Linked DNA regions of Mus musculus: regions 1, 3 and 4 are each linked to region 2. The links are chromatin contacts, called in public promoter capture Hi-C maps. All regions are on one chromosome and are shown on one strand. The core of a region is the stretch at or near the end of the contact, and the rest is flanking DNA. Distances in the headings are between cores, read along the strand shown.

Region 1 (3,225 bases), core at 685-3,184, 270 kb before region 2:
AGCCCAGGCTCAGCTGGGTCCATCACCTTGGGCTTGAGATGAAGCAGAACTGCACAGCAGCAGGAGTGGCTCCCCTCATGGCTTCAAGAAGGCAGGGACAGAACAGCAGGACATCGGGAACAAGACACATCTTCCCAGGACACACCCAGGAACCCTCTCTCTCCAGCTGCGTCTCATCCGCCCTGGTATTATGAATTCAACAAGGAATTGACGCACCGTTGAAGGAAGTGGAGGCTGTGGTCCACTCACCTGTCGACAGCATCACTTCAACTCAGGAGCCTTTTGTGAGGATGCCCCGTATCCAAACCACAGCCACCACTGCACTCAGTTCATTCTTGTTTCCTAGAGAATCGTTCTGAGCAACAACTGTGGGTGAGGTGGCATCTGTCCCAACTCTATGCACCAATTCTCCTACAGGCCTCACTGCGCTATAAAAATCGCACTATTCCATAGCACAGACCAGTTCCTGGGCCCTGAAAATTAGAGATGGCTATTCCAAACTTCTTTTGGTCATGCCCCTCTCTAGAAAGAAAACTTGCAAGACCAAGAGATTATGCCCACACTGGTCTCTTCTAGATCATATTGAAAAAGATTCCACAGCCCTGGAATTCCCTGCCTACACCACCTTAATACAGCTTTAAAGCTGCCGAGGCTTTATCCATAGTCCTGCCTTGCCAGGGGTAAACCATCCACCAGCATTTATATTCCCAGGCATCAAATGGCCAAAGACAGCTATCTCTGACGCTTCAGACATTCCACTGGGGCAACCACACACACGTACGCCAAGTTGCTTCCAATGGACATGCTACAGTGGAAGGAGAAGAGAGCCAAGGTGACATGGGCCAGGCCATAGGCTCTAAAGTTCCAGCTTATTAAACTATGGGTCACACCACCAGATGGGGGAGGGGGTCACGTACTAACTGAGTGATGAGGTTTCAAAAGAACTGGCAATTGTAAATGGTTTCAGAAAGTTCAACAACCAAAATTAATTTAAAAACAAACTTATGTTGAATACGAGGTGTTTCCCCCATACTTTGCCAAGCAACTCGACCACACCCTTTGCACATACACATAAATTCTGCTCTGTGCTATCAGTCTTGTCATACAATGCCAATGGCACTCCAAGCACATCTGCTTAGAGCCAATACTGCTGTATGTTATGAATGTCGGTGTTTTTACTGAGAATATACAATTTCCTGCTCCTAGAGAAATTTAAAGGTTTAGTTGCAGAAAACAAAAAGACTTTCAGTATTTCCTATTGCCACTTCTCAACACTTAAGCATAAATTAGTATATTTTTGGTTGTACTGTATTAACACATTTGGTTTCTTAAAATTTTTTCTCTTTGAGTTGATGATTTGAGTTTCATTTTAAAAAGTAATTAAGTGAATTTCAGCTTGAGATTAAAATAGGATTTCAATTTCTGAAATATCCCTAAACATCCTTGGTTGAATCATGGCCCAGAAATGGGGTCATATGAGAATTCTAAATGCTTATGAGAACACTCTGAGACAAAAGACAGGAGTCCTGTGACCTCAGTTTCTTCAAAACATGGAGTTGTTCTTGGAATGTGTTTCAAGCTCCTCCCGGTGTAGCGGATATGAGCGAGTCTCCTTCAGATTACTTAATATTGCTGTGCTGTTATTCAATTAAATGTTAAACATATCCTTGATATGTCTCCATGGAAAAACATGTTTGCCACATGTGGCTTGTCCCTGTGACTGTGACAGCTTTAACTTATGAAAACCTTGTTCCTGTGACCTTTCTCAACCCTGAGTATAAACTGTCTGATGCGCTGAATAAAGCTGGCTACTGCATGAGACTTTAGTCTGCCTCATTTATCAGCTCCATTCTCCCAGGTCCCTACCAAGTCTAGGGTAATAACAACGCCTCTGACATTTTGCAAGAACAAATTTATGGAAAGCTGAATTCTTGGCATTGATGACTATAAAATCAAAATATCAGTCTGCTCTCAAAAATGAAGATGCTCCCAACCCTTCTGTATCAATTATTCAGCCAAGATTTATTCTTCATGCAAAAATAGACAAACGCACCCATCTCATTGTATAAAAATTGACTATAGTCTTAAATTGTGATTTATTCATGACTTATTAGCCGTGAGTGCTTTATGTTTATGCTCACTTTGATGTGTTTACATACTTGGGGTCGTGTAAATTTTTCTTGGGTAGAAAGGAATCACAAGAAGGAAAAGTGGTGTAAGAAGCCCTGAGGTAGTCGGAGAACGTGACTTGAGCCTCACTCTCAACATAGGCAGAGCTCGGGGGCCACGATGTAAGTGAACATTCCAGCACACAGCCTGCCTGCCTGCCTGCCTGCCTGTCTGTCCGTCTGACCATGCATCGGAAGAAATCAGAGTCTTAGAAGTAAATGCACGGATGACAAAACCACCAAACAAAACTCCAGCAAAAACAAAACAAAACAAAAACAAGCAAACAAAAAAACCAAAAACAGTCAAAAGACTTGAACAGACACTGTTTTATTCCAAAAAACTAAGCCCTTCCTTACCCTTTAAGCCATTTGCATTACTCTACCTGCTACAGCCATTATGAAGATCCAAGGAAGGTGGAGCTTATACATTACAGAACCCATGTGCACTTAAAAGGTCTAGAATTGTTTTCCCGGTTGCACAGAGCCAGGAAGGAAGATGGCAGTAAGAAGCAACAGATCTCAGAGGGTTTTGTTCTTGAGGAATTTTTAGTTCAGGCTGCTACAACATGATAATGAGTCTGCATGACTCTTAAACAACATGAGGTAGACCGAATGCCAACACGGTCAAGTTCTAGATAGGGTGTCTCTGATCTGAGTGCTGACCTCCTGTATCCTCACACGATGGAAAGAGACACCGCCAGCTTCCTCTATGTTGCCAACCTTCTTAAGAAGTCACTCCATGACCAAATGACTTCCCAAATCCCATCTCCTCGGATCATCGCACCAGCATGTCGGTATTAGGGTAGCAATGGGAAGATAGCAACAATGAAGAGGAAGTGTGAGCATTTAATGATTACAACGACCATGCATCGAAAGAAATCAGAGTCTTAGAAGTAAATGCACCGATAATAACAAAACCACCAAACAAAACTCAGCGGAAAAAGAAAACAACTCCAGCAAAAAACAGTCAAAAGACTTGAACAGACACCGTTTTGTTGTTGTTGTTGTTGTTTCCCAAAAGAAAACAACACACAGGATCCAGAGGGATGTATAAACC
Region 2 (2,869 bases), core at 256-2,755:
GAAGTGGGAGTGCTGGGTTCTGATGATGGTGAGTGGTCTTGGTTCCTGTTAGTAGGATTCTTACGTTTACCTTTCGCCATCTGGCTATCTCTGGAGTTAGTTGTTATAGTTGTCTTTGTTTAGAGATTGTTCCTCTGTTGATTTTGTTACCCTCTACTAGCAGACGTGGGAGACTAGCTCTCTCCTCTGAGTTTCAGTGGTCAGAGCAGTCTCTGCAGGCAAGCTCTCCTCTTTTAGGGAAGGTGCACAGTTATCTGGTGTTTGGACCTCCTCCTGGCTGAAGATGAAGGCCCAAAACAGGATCTTTCCCAGAAGCTGTGTTGCTTTGGCCAGGAAGGTGGCCGGTTTTCTGGAGCCGAAGATGTCACCGCCTCCTCATTTTTTTAAATTGCAGGTTTTTGTGGTTTTGAGACATTGTTTCAGTGTTCTGTTGGGTAAATATCCCCTAATTTAGCTAAGGCACTCTGCCTTTTACCAGCTCAGTAGGATGTGTTTCCCAGATACTCTGTCCATGTCCGCAGCTGGGAACATTCTCTTAACAAACGATCTACACCCACATCACTATCAGTGTGCCCCTGGTCCAATTTTATTTTGTTAAATCCTGGAACACAAGAACCCACAAATCTCACTGGGCGCTTTTGGGATGCCCTATTGTCTATGCCCTATTCCAAGATCCCCTAAATTGTAGAAAACAGTGGGTTTTGCCAGGCTGTGCCCTGCCCTGGGAGAGTCCATCATAGTTTGAGACAGGGGCTCGCTGCAAACCTCTGACTGGCCTGGAACTTCGTATGTAGACCAGGCTGGCCCCAACTCATACCTGCTTGCCTCTGGAAACTCCACCCTACAAGCAGCTTCTGACTCCATCTTGAGGGAGGTGACTGAAACCTCTGGGTACACCAGAAATAGCACCATCTGCCAGGACTTATCTAGTTTTTTGTTTGTTTTCTACAGGCTGATAGGTGGCTTATTCCTGAGTCAATCTGTAAATTTATTGGGATAAATCAAAACTATGGTGGCACATGGGATATCGAAATTCTATCAGGAAAATCAGACTCAGGAATTTACCAGATATGCCAGATGAAGGAAATGGTCGACTCCCCTTACCTCAACCTTGGGCCCATTACAAAACAGACACCTAACACTGCAAAAGGCCCGATACCAACCCATCGTCTAATAATTGGTGTGTGCATCAAGAACCAGCAAACACAGGATGCCCTTATTGTGAAGGTTCATCCCAAACTCGGGAAGCTGAGGTAGCAAAGGCCAGCCTAGGCTATATAGCGAGGCTGACTTGAAAAATGAAAAGAAAAGGGCTGGAGGGAGGAAAATAAATTGGAAGAAAACAGAGGGAAAGGTTAAAAAAAAAAAAAAGAACTAGAAGACAGGTGGAGGGGAGAAAGAGAAAAGACAGATGTGGGAGGAGTGAGTTGGAAGCGTGTAGGAGGTCTCTGGCTGCCTCCGGGCCACCGTACTCTTCCGGTCCCAGAAGCCCCATGACGGAAGTCGTCATTGAGTGAGCCCGGCAGCGTCCGTGGTAGCAGGCCATGGCGATGGGCAGTGGCGGAGCGGGCTCCGAGCAGGAAGATACGGTGCTGTTCCGGCGTGGCACCGGCCAGGTGAGGTCGCGGCTCGGCGCTAGCACTCGGAGCGCTGCCCGAGACCGAGGCGGTGCGAGCTCGGGCCACATCCGCAGGCGGCTCCTGGTGCAGCTCGGGCGCCGGCGAGGCTGTGAGCCACGCTTTGGTCCTGTGTGACTGTGAGGGGATGTGCAGGAACGGGGACAGGCTGGCTGAAGCAAGGCAACCAGATAGGAGCCATTGGAAAGCTCCAGATTTAGGTCAGGATGAAGATGTTCACAGGGACTTTAGACTAAAATGCTGGTTTTCTGGATCCAGTTTTGTAACCGGAAAGACCAAGTGTTGCAAACAACAGTTGATAAAGTTTGAGAGAGAGGGATAACTAAAGTTGCCCGGAGTAGTTGAAAGTTGCTATTGACTGCATTGCATTCAAATGTATACGACAGCAGATCCGAGGCAGGGTTGGTGGTGCACGCATAATTACATGCACAAACACTTGGGAGATGGGGGCCGGAGGGTCGGGAGTTCAAGATCCTCGGTTACAGCGTGAATTCCGGACCAGCCTAAATTACAGGGAGACTGTAGAAGTAAGATAAACACTGGTAAGTACGAGGGCAAATCAGAGCCAAGTTGGTGGACTGTGCATGTGATCAGTCCCAGCTCCTGAGGCAGGAATGTGAAGTTGAGTCTAGCCTGGGAAACAACATACTCCATCTAACGAAGTTTAAAACATTAGGACCTCGGTCGTCTTATGGTATGGCAACTGATTTCTGCTTGGGGCTTGGGGTGGGAGAAGAGAATTCTGGGCAGCTTTGGGCAGTGCTGCATTTCCTTCTTTGGGGGACAGCCCAGCAATTCCTATTCTGAATAAAGCTTTGCCCTTTGTCCTCAGGGGAGCCCTGGCGGTCTGGTTCTCTCCTTAAAACCACAAGGTTCCTGTGCTAATTTGTCATCGTGGTAACTTCTTCATGCCCAGGGTGATGGGTCATGTTTACAATCTCAGGGGTAATCTTATTGATTGCAGCTTCTTTCTTGTTGCTGTTTTGTTGTTTTGAGACAGGTCTCACAGGGTAGCCTTAGGAGACTTGGAACTCTCCATGTAAGCCAGGCTGGCATCAAACTCAAGGAGATTGCCCCGTCTCAGCCCCCCCTCCCGCCCCCATTTGAATCAGGGACACATTCCATAACCTAAATTGGCCTGGAATTCAATATGCTAGACTGGCCTGGAGCTCTTGGCAACCCTACTGTCTCCAGCTCCGGGATATTGGGATTGTAGATTATAGATATGAGCC
Region 3 (3,273 bases), core at 618-3,117, 450 kb after region 2:
CTTTTCTGGCTACCTGGTTTGTGTAGATATTGTATTATTTAAAATTATCTGATCTCTCCCTTAGTATTTGTCTTTCTCAGTAGAATGCAGTCTGCATAGCAGCAGGAGCTATCTTTTTTCTGTTCCTATAATAAAAAAAAGACTTAAACAAACAAACAAACAACAACAAAAAAGATTTGGATGTAGCATCCTTTTGCCGGGCGGTGGTGGCACATGCCTTTTGATCCCAGCACTTGGGAAGCAGAGGCAGGTGGATTTCTGAGTTTGAGGCCAGCCTGGTCTACAGAGTGAGTTCCAGGACAGCCAGGGCTACACAGAGAAACCCTGTCTCAAAAAACCAATAAAATATTTGGTGGTTTTGTTTTATTATGTTTTGGTTTTGTTGTTGTTGTTTTTCGAGACAGGGTTTCTCTGTGTAGCCCTGGCTGTCCTGGAACTCACTCTGTAGACCAGACTGGCCTCAAACTCAGAAATCCACCTGCCTCTGCCTCTCAAGTGCTGGAATTAAAGGCGTGCGCCACCACACCTGGCGGTTTTGTTTTATTATAAGACAAGGTTTCACAATGCAACTCTGGCTAGCCTGGAACCCCTGTAGATTAGGCTAGCCTTGAACTCAGATCACCCTGCCTTTATCTTCCAAGCACTGGGACTAAAGGTGTGCACCACCATGCGCAGCCCCTGTTTATTTTTACTTTAAGTGCATGTGTAAGCAATTGCATGTATGAGTACCATATGTATACCCAGTACTCATGGAGGCCAGAAAAGGATGTTCATTCCCTGGAGTTCCAGGCAGTTGTGAGCTGCCACACAGGTGCTGGAAAACAAGCCCTGGTCCTCCGTGAGAGCAACAGGTTAACCTCTAAGCTGTCTCTCCAGCCCTAAAATAGACAATATGTTTTGAGTGATAAAGAACTCTTACAGGATTCTTTCTGATCACTGAATCTGTGACCTTGAACATGGTATGTAATTATTCCGGCCCTTCAGTATCTTCATTTGTAAAATATATATGTTGAGACTTAGCAGAAAAAAGTGTCAGGTGGTTGGGGCCAGGCTGGACTAGTTGGTTCAGTTTGTTTTAAAATGGAGGCACCAAGCCGATTATAAACACTACTGAGATTTCCACTAGGTTTTGTTGTGTCTGTTTCCATGGTAGCATTGTGTCATTACACGGGGTAAGTGTTCAACAGTTTTCTGTCACTGTGACAAAATGACTGAGATAATTTTTTTAGACTTACTTCTCTTATATTGTGTATATGTTTTGTCCAAGTGCACAACTGTGCACTGTGTGCATACCTAGGACCTGGAGAGGGCAGAAGAGGGGATTGCCTTCTCTGGAAAGGGCACTTGGTGCCCTTAACCACGGAGCCATCTCTCCAGCCTTTAAGATAATCATTATTTATTTATTTGTTATTGTTATTTTGGGATTTGCAATGTAAGTGTGTGTGTGTGTGTGTGCGCGCGCGCGCGCGCGAGCGCAAGAGTACTGCCCAGGCTCACTCTGTAGACCAGGCTAGCCTCAGACTGAAAGATCTGCCTGCCTCTGCTGCCTCTGCCTCTCAAGTGCTAGTATTAAAGGCGTGTGCCAGCACTGCTCATCATGAGATAATCATTTTAAAAGGAGGACCAATGCATTTTAGTTGTAGCTTCCAGAGCGTTCAATCTGTGAATGCTCAGCTCAGTTGTTTTGGGGCCTGAGGTGAGAAGAGCAAGCATAGCTAAAGTGAGGGCTGACATTATGTTTTAAGTTTAGATTACAGTGCTCAGGAGATCTATAAAACAAAAATGCCTCTAACCTATACGTCACCCTTGCCCAAGGACAGATAACTTCCTGAAATACTGGAAGATAAGATAAGAAGCTTTCTGGTTTCACTTCTGTAAACAAGCTTGGTTGCCCCAACTACACAGGATACGCTTGTGTAGGTCACAGGAGGTATGCAGGCAGGAAGTATGTCAGGATGTATGCTTGCTCCTGATTGGACAAAGATAGGAAGTATGTAGCCAAATGGGTCTTGCCTTTATAAATCCCTGTCTAAAGTGGTTCATTGCCATAAGGTAGGAACCCTGGATATGGACCTGGCCAGAGTCCATTGGCCTGGCTAGTACTTCATAAAATTTGCTTCAAACTTGGCTCAAAATGGTCTTATTCTCACACGTTGAGATTAACACTTGGAACATGTGCGGTGCAAAGCTACTTACCTCAAAGCAACCAGAAAGGAAAAAGAAGGATGGGTGAGAAGGGGGAGGAGGAAAGGGAGGAGGGAGAGGAGGACAAAGATGAGGAAGAGGAAGAGGAGGAGGGAGAAGAGAAGGAGAAGGAGGAGCAAAGCATACCAGCACACACCTGTAATCACAGCTGAGGTAAATAGGTTTCTAGTTTGAGACTAGCCTGGGAAACAAGAAAGATCCTATCTCTACAAACAAACCTAACATGAGAGCCCTGAGTTCCATCCCCAGCACTACAAATGAAAGAAAGCAGGGCTCAGGTCCCAGTACCCCCTGCAGGGGCATACTCCCACGGCCTGAATACATGACTCAAGCTGGCCTCTAGGTGCACACATCACTGTGTTTCGCTGCCACCTCGGTTCTTCAGGTTAAGAGGGAAATGTGCTTGTGGCACCTCTGCACACCCCTCTTGGTATTGAGAGGGACTTAGATAACCACACCAGAAAGACACATCCCAGAGTAGGCTAGGAGACATCTAAGATCTAAACCATACCCCAGGAGGTGGTAAGTTATGGGATAAACTCATGGAGGTCTGAAGGCAAGGGTCTTGAGCTCTACATGGGTAATAGGAAAGACTGGTCACTAGCTGGACATTGGACAATGGAGATTATGAAGTAAGTGTGTGGGTTCCTGAGAGGGGAAAGCAGGAGGCTGTGTTTCTGCCTGCGTGTTTTATTTGGTTGGGATTCCTGGCCTTTGAGTTTGAAAACTTGGCCACTGGAGAACAGTTTCAAAGTCTAGACACAGGCTCAGGGAAGACAGAGATTCAAGCCCCACCCCAGTTTCGTTTGATTTAATGATTGATTTGTTTTTATTTTATGTGCATTGGTTTTGCCTGCACGTGTGTCTGTGTGCTGGCGTCGGATCCCCCACAACTGGAGTTGCAGACAGTTGTGAGCCACCATATGAGTGCTGGGAATCAATTCCAGGTCCTCTACAAGAGCAGCCAGTGCTCTTAACCACAGAGCCATCTCTCCAGCCCTCCGTTTTGTTTTCAGAAGAGGTCCCTCTGTGTTACCCAGAGTGACTTCACACTCCCAGACTCAAACT
Region 4 (3,109 bases), core at 555-3,054, 430 kb after region 2:
TCTCTACAGTTAACTACTCCTTGTGAGTTTGCTTAAGTTTTCTGTATCCTGCCTTCTGTAGATTTTTGAAGCTTTGCTGAGATTCCAACCTTAGCCTACCCCCCCCCCTTCCCCAACCTTTAAAATAGAGTTCTGGTAGGATTTACCTTTCACAAAGATGCTCATACTTTCTAAGTTGCCTGGAAGCTGCTGGAATGTGGACTGTGCCCACTCCCTACTTAAGTCTATCTGGCCAACCTCGCCATTCCATTGCCTAACAAAGAAAGCACTAACAACTAAGATAAATCCAAACGAAAAAAGAAAAGAAAACCACCAACAGTGGAAATTTAAGATTTATACATACGGCGCAAAGGAACTACAGTTATACTCAGGGATATGTAGTTGAACAACGCACGAACCACTGAAAGCGTCACCAGAAAGCGCATTACTGAGAGGCATTCCTCTTTTCCGGTGATCCCAACAACACACCTGTTGTATATGAAAGCCACGCATTGCTAACCTGCCTGGAAAGCTGCCTTCTCCCCGCCCCAGGTAATTCCCCTAGTGGCAGTTTGCCCGGTGAGCCCCGGGCAGGCCCGAGGATACCTCCGCTCCCGCTGGAACCCCGGTTACTCCACCTGGGTCGAAAGGGGCTCAGAGTTGTTCCAGCGCCAAGATGCAGAGGCCATTTTGGTCCCCACCCATTTGTCCCCGCATACTTCCTCTGATGCAAGGCCACTCGCCGCTAGACTCGCGGGGCCGACTTTGCCCAGGAGGTCTGCAAAGTGGACCGCCTATACAGGCTGCGGGTCCCCGAGACCGTGCGCCCCACCGCAGCTTTGCGCTCGGGAGCCGCCAGGCCAGAGCAGGGCAGCAGAGCAGGCCCTGCCCCGGGGCAGGTCCCCGGCCCGCGGTCACGGATGAGAATCCACCGCGTGAGCAGCTTCCCTCGAAATCCAGCCTCACTCGAAAAGAACACCAAAAGCTGAAATCAACAAGGACGCACGCACCGCCCCCTGTTCCAAACAGCCAGAATAATACACTCCACGACTCTGGGGACGCTGCAGAGGACCCCCGGCCTCCCTCCTGGGATGAATTACCCAAAAGAGCGGAAACCAGAAGGGCCACAGGGATCTTTATCGCCCTGCGTCGCCCAGCACCAGCCCTAACTAGAGACCCCGAGTAACCCACAGATCTCCAGCGCCCAGTTGAGCGCTGGATCCGCCCCCGACGCTCCCGCCTCGGCAAAAGTAGAAAGTAGCTCGGGCATTTCTGGTGGACAAGGTTTCGCCCGCGACTCCGAGAGAGAAAGGGAGCCCCCCAGATCCTCCCGCGCTGCGCTCAGGCACACGCGCTTCTCTGGTTTCCGTGAGAGCCGAGTCCAGGGCGAAACTGCCACCGAAACTGGCTCCGCGTGCCCTCCCCGCGCCTCGCCTCCCAGCCCCGGCGCGTCACCCTGGGGGACCCCGGGCACCGCACCTGCCTCGCACCCACCTTGGCGGCCGGAATCCCAAGGTGCTCACCTGGCCGGTGCACCTGCCGCCGCCCGCGCTGCCAATCCACAGTTCAACTGAGCCAGGAGGACCGTCCTCCGCTTCCCCCACCCCCTACCCCCGGGCATGCGCACCAATTTCTGGCCGAACCCGCCCGGGGCTGTGCGCTGGGACCCACCTGCCGAGCCCCTAGCCGGTTGCTCCGTGCGCTGGACCGCTCTCCCGCAACTCCACCGCTGTCGCCTAAGGAAAGAGGGGCCGGGAGGTGGGCACTAGCGACGAGGTGTGGCGTGGCCAGCCTCCTCCCTCGGTGACCCATTCACCTGAAACTCCGATGGGAGGGGGAGGGAGCGACGGAGAAGGAGGCGGGAGGACCGGGCAGGGCTCACCACCCAGAGCAAGCCGAGTTAAAGGAACAGCACCGACGTTGCCTGGAGAGGGGCGGGGGCGTGCGGAGAGAAGGGTCTCAAGATCGTGGAGGCAATGGGGTGATCCTAGACCATTTTGGGTGTGCTCGGAGATACGCCTGCTTCAGGGCCCCTGTGGGGTGTTGGTTCCGGGAGGAGAGTCAGAGGTCAGGAGGGAGCTGTTGTGCTGCTACTCAGAGAGGGTCCAAGGGCGCCTGGAGGCTGATGAGAAGGTCTGAGTTCTCTTCCTACTGTGTTCTGCTGCCAGGTTTGATTAAATGTCTGGTGGAAAACAGTACCCGATGCTTGGTCCAGCGAAAGAGTGGACTTTTTTCAGAAGTGCTTATTACTAGCACCTTCCGATTCAGAGGATTCGGAAAAAGACTACCCTCTGGTCTGGAGTGGTTAAAATGAAGAGAGATTACTGTAGCTGTGTGAGTCACACGGAATCCCCAGGCCACAGGGTCCTTGTCCACGCATGCACGAAACGTAACTACGGTGTGATTGAGGCTACTCTAAAGGGATTTAAAGCCGTTTCGGTATTCTTTCTTGGCTCAAAACAAAACAAGCAAAACCAATCTGGTTGCTAAGGGTTGTATTTTTTTACTCTGTCTATAACTCTGTTGTTACAGACTTGTGCGTGTGTGTGCGATTTTGTTGTATTTCATATTCATTTTACTCTACGATATAGAGATTTTAGTTCTTGTTAGTTAACTATCTGCACCGAAGATAGTTAAATTTCGCAAGCCCTGCTTCCTTTTGTGTTCCAGTCCTGAATGTCTGCATTGCTAATACATCTTAGTCCAATCCCATGCTCCTTTCTGCCTTTAAGTAGCTACAGGTGTGGTTCTCCTTTGCATTAAATCTTAAAGCACAATTCAGTACTTCCGGAAGTAAAAATTTAAATGATGACAGCCTTAATAGATTCTTAATCTAATTAGTAATCTTTCATGAAGTCATCGCTATAATTATTTCAATGTGACTGTAGTTTTTGATTGATGTAGATTAAATTGATATTCACCCCAAGGAAGCCAGGTTAATCCTCTTAATGTTAGCTGCCGGATTGCTAATATTTCCAAACGTTCCAACTCGGATTATAATTACACAAGGAAACATTTTTGTAAACACCTGACTATTATCTTATTGAGTATTTCGCTCTGTTTTGAAGAGGATCTCATAGGTTTGGAGGTGGTGGTGGTGGTGATAGTGGTGTTTTTCCTATTTAAAAAT

The links. Promoter capture Hi-C pulls out the DNA fragments that hold promoters and counts their contacts.
Region 1: a contact with region 2 is called in a promoter capture Hi-C map of hippocampal neurons, with 3 times the contacts expected there. The contact joins the enhancer-like site here to the promoter of Smn1 in region 2. A contact is called at or near these places in 3 of 39 promoter capture datasets (hippocampal neurons, liver and pre-B cells).
Region 3: a contact with region 2 is called in a promoter capture Hi-C map of hematopoietic stem and progenitor cells. The contact joins the enhancer-like site here to the promoter of Smn1 in region 2. A contact is called at or near these places in 8 of 39 promoter capture datasets (the C10 cell line, embryonic stem cells, hematopoietic stem and progenitor cells and 3 more), 1 of 484 Hi-C or Micro-C datasets (cerebellum) and 7 of 115 datasets of contacts at active chromatin or transcription factors (the 230-238 cell line, bone marrow-derived dendritic cells, bone marrow-derived macrophages and 2 more).
Region 4: a contact with region 2 is called in a promoter capture Hi-C map of neural stem cells. The contact joins the promoter of Ocln here to the promoter of Smn1 in region 2. A contact is called at or near these places in 5 of 39 promoter capture datasets (embryonic stem cells, hippocampal neurons, liver and 2 more), 4 of 115 datasets of contacts at active chromatin or transcription factors (embryonic stem cells, pancreatic cancer cells and stem cell-derived neural progenitor cells) and 1 of 9 other capture datasets (embryonic stem cells).

What each region holds. Positions count from the first base shown.
Region 1 is chr13:99,854,672-99,857,896 of GRCm38.p6, forward strand. No RefSeq gene overlaps it. Among named protein-coding and RNA genes, the nearest start is that of Cartpt, 44 kb to the right of the region's middle. Within about 2 kb of position 1,935, at least 4 of the 459 cell types and tissues checked have an H3K27ac peak or open chromatin away from gene starts, as enhancers often do. A contact at or near this core is called in hippocampal neurons, where this site is marked.
Region 2 is chr13:100,123,350-100,126,218 of GRCm38.p6, forward strand. Smn1 (survival motor neuron 1) reads left to right here and starts at 1,506. Exons shown (of 9, transcript NM_011420.2): 1 at 1,506-1,616. The coding sequence starts at 1,545.
Region 3 is chr13:100,574,249-100,577,521 of GRCm38.p6, forward strand. No RefSeq gene overlaps it. Among named protein-coding and RNA genes, the nearest start is that of Ocln, 23 kb to the left of the region's middle. Within about 2 kb of position 1,868, at least 77 of the 459 cell types and tissues checked have an H3K27ac peak or open chromatin away from gene starts, as enhancers often do. A contact at or near this core is called in the 230-238 cell line, bone marrow-derived macrophages, hematopoietic stem and progenitor cells and 1 more, where this site is marked.
Region 4 is chr13:100,550,914-100,554,022 of GRCm38.p6, forward strand. Ocln (occludin) reads right to left here and starts at 1,805. Exons shown (of 9, transcript NM_001360536.1): 1 at 1,651-1,805.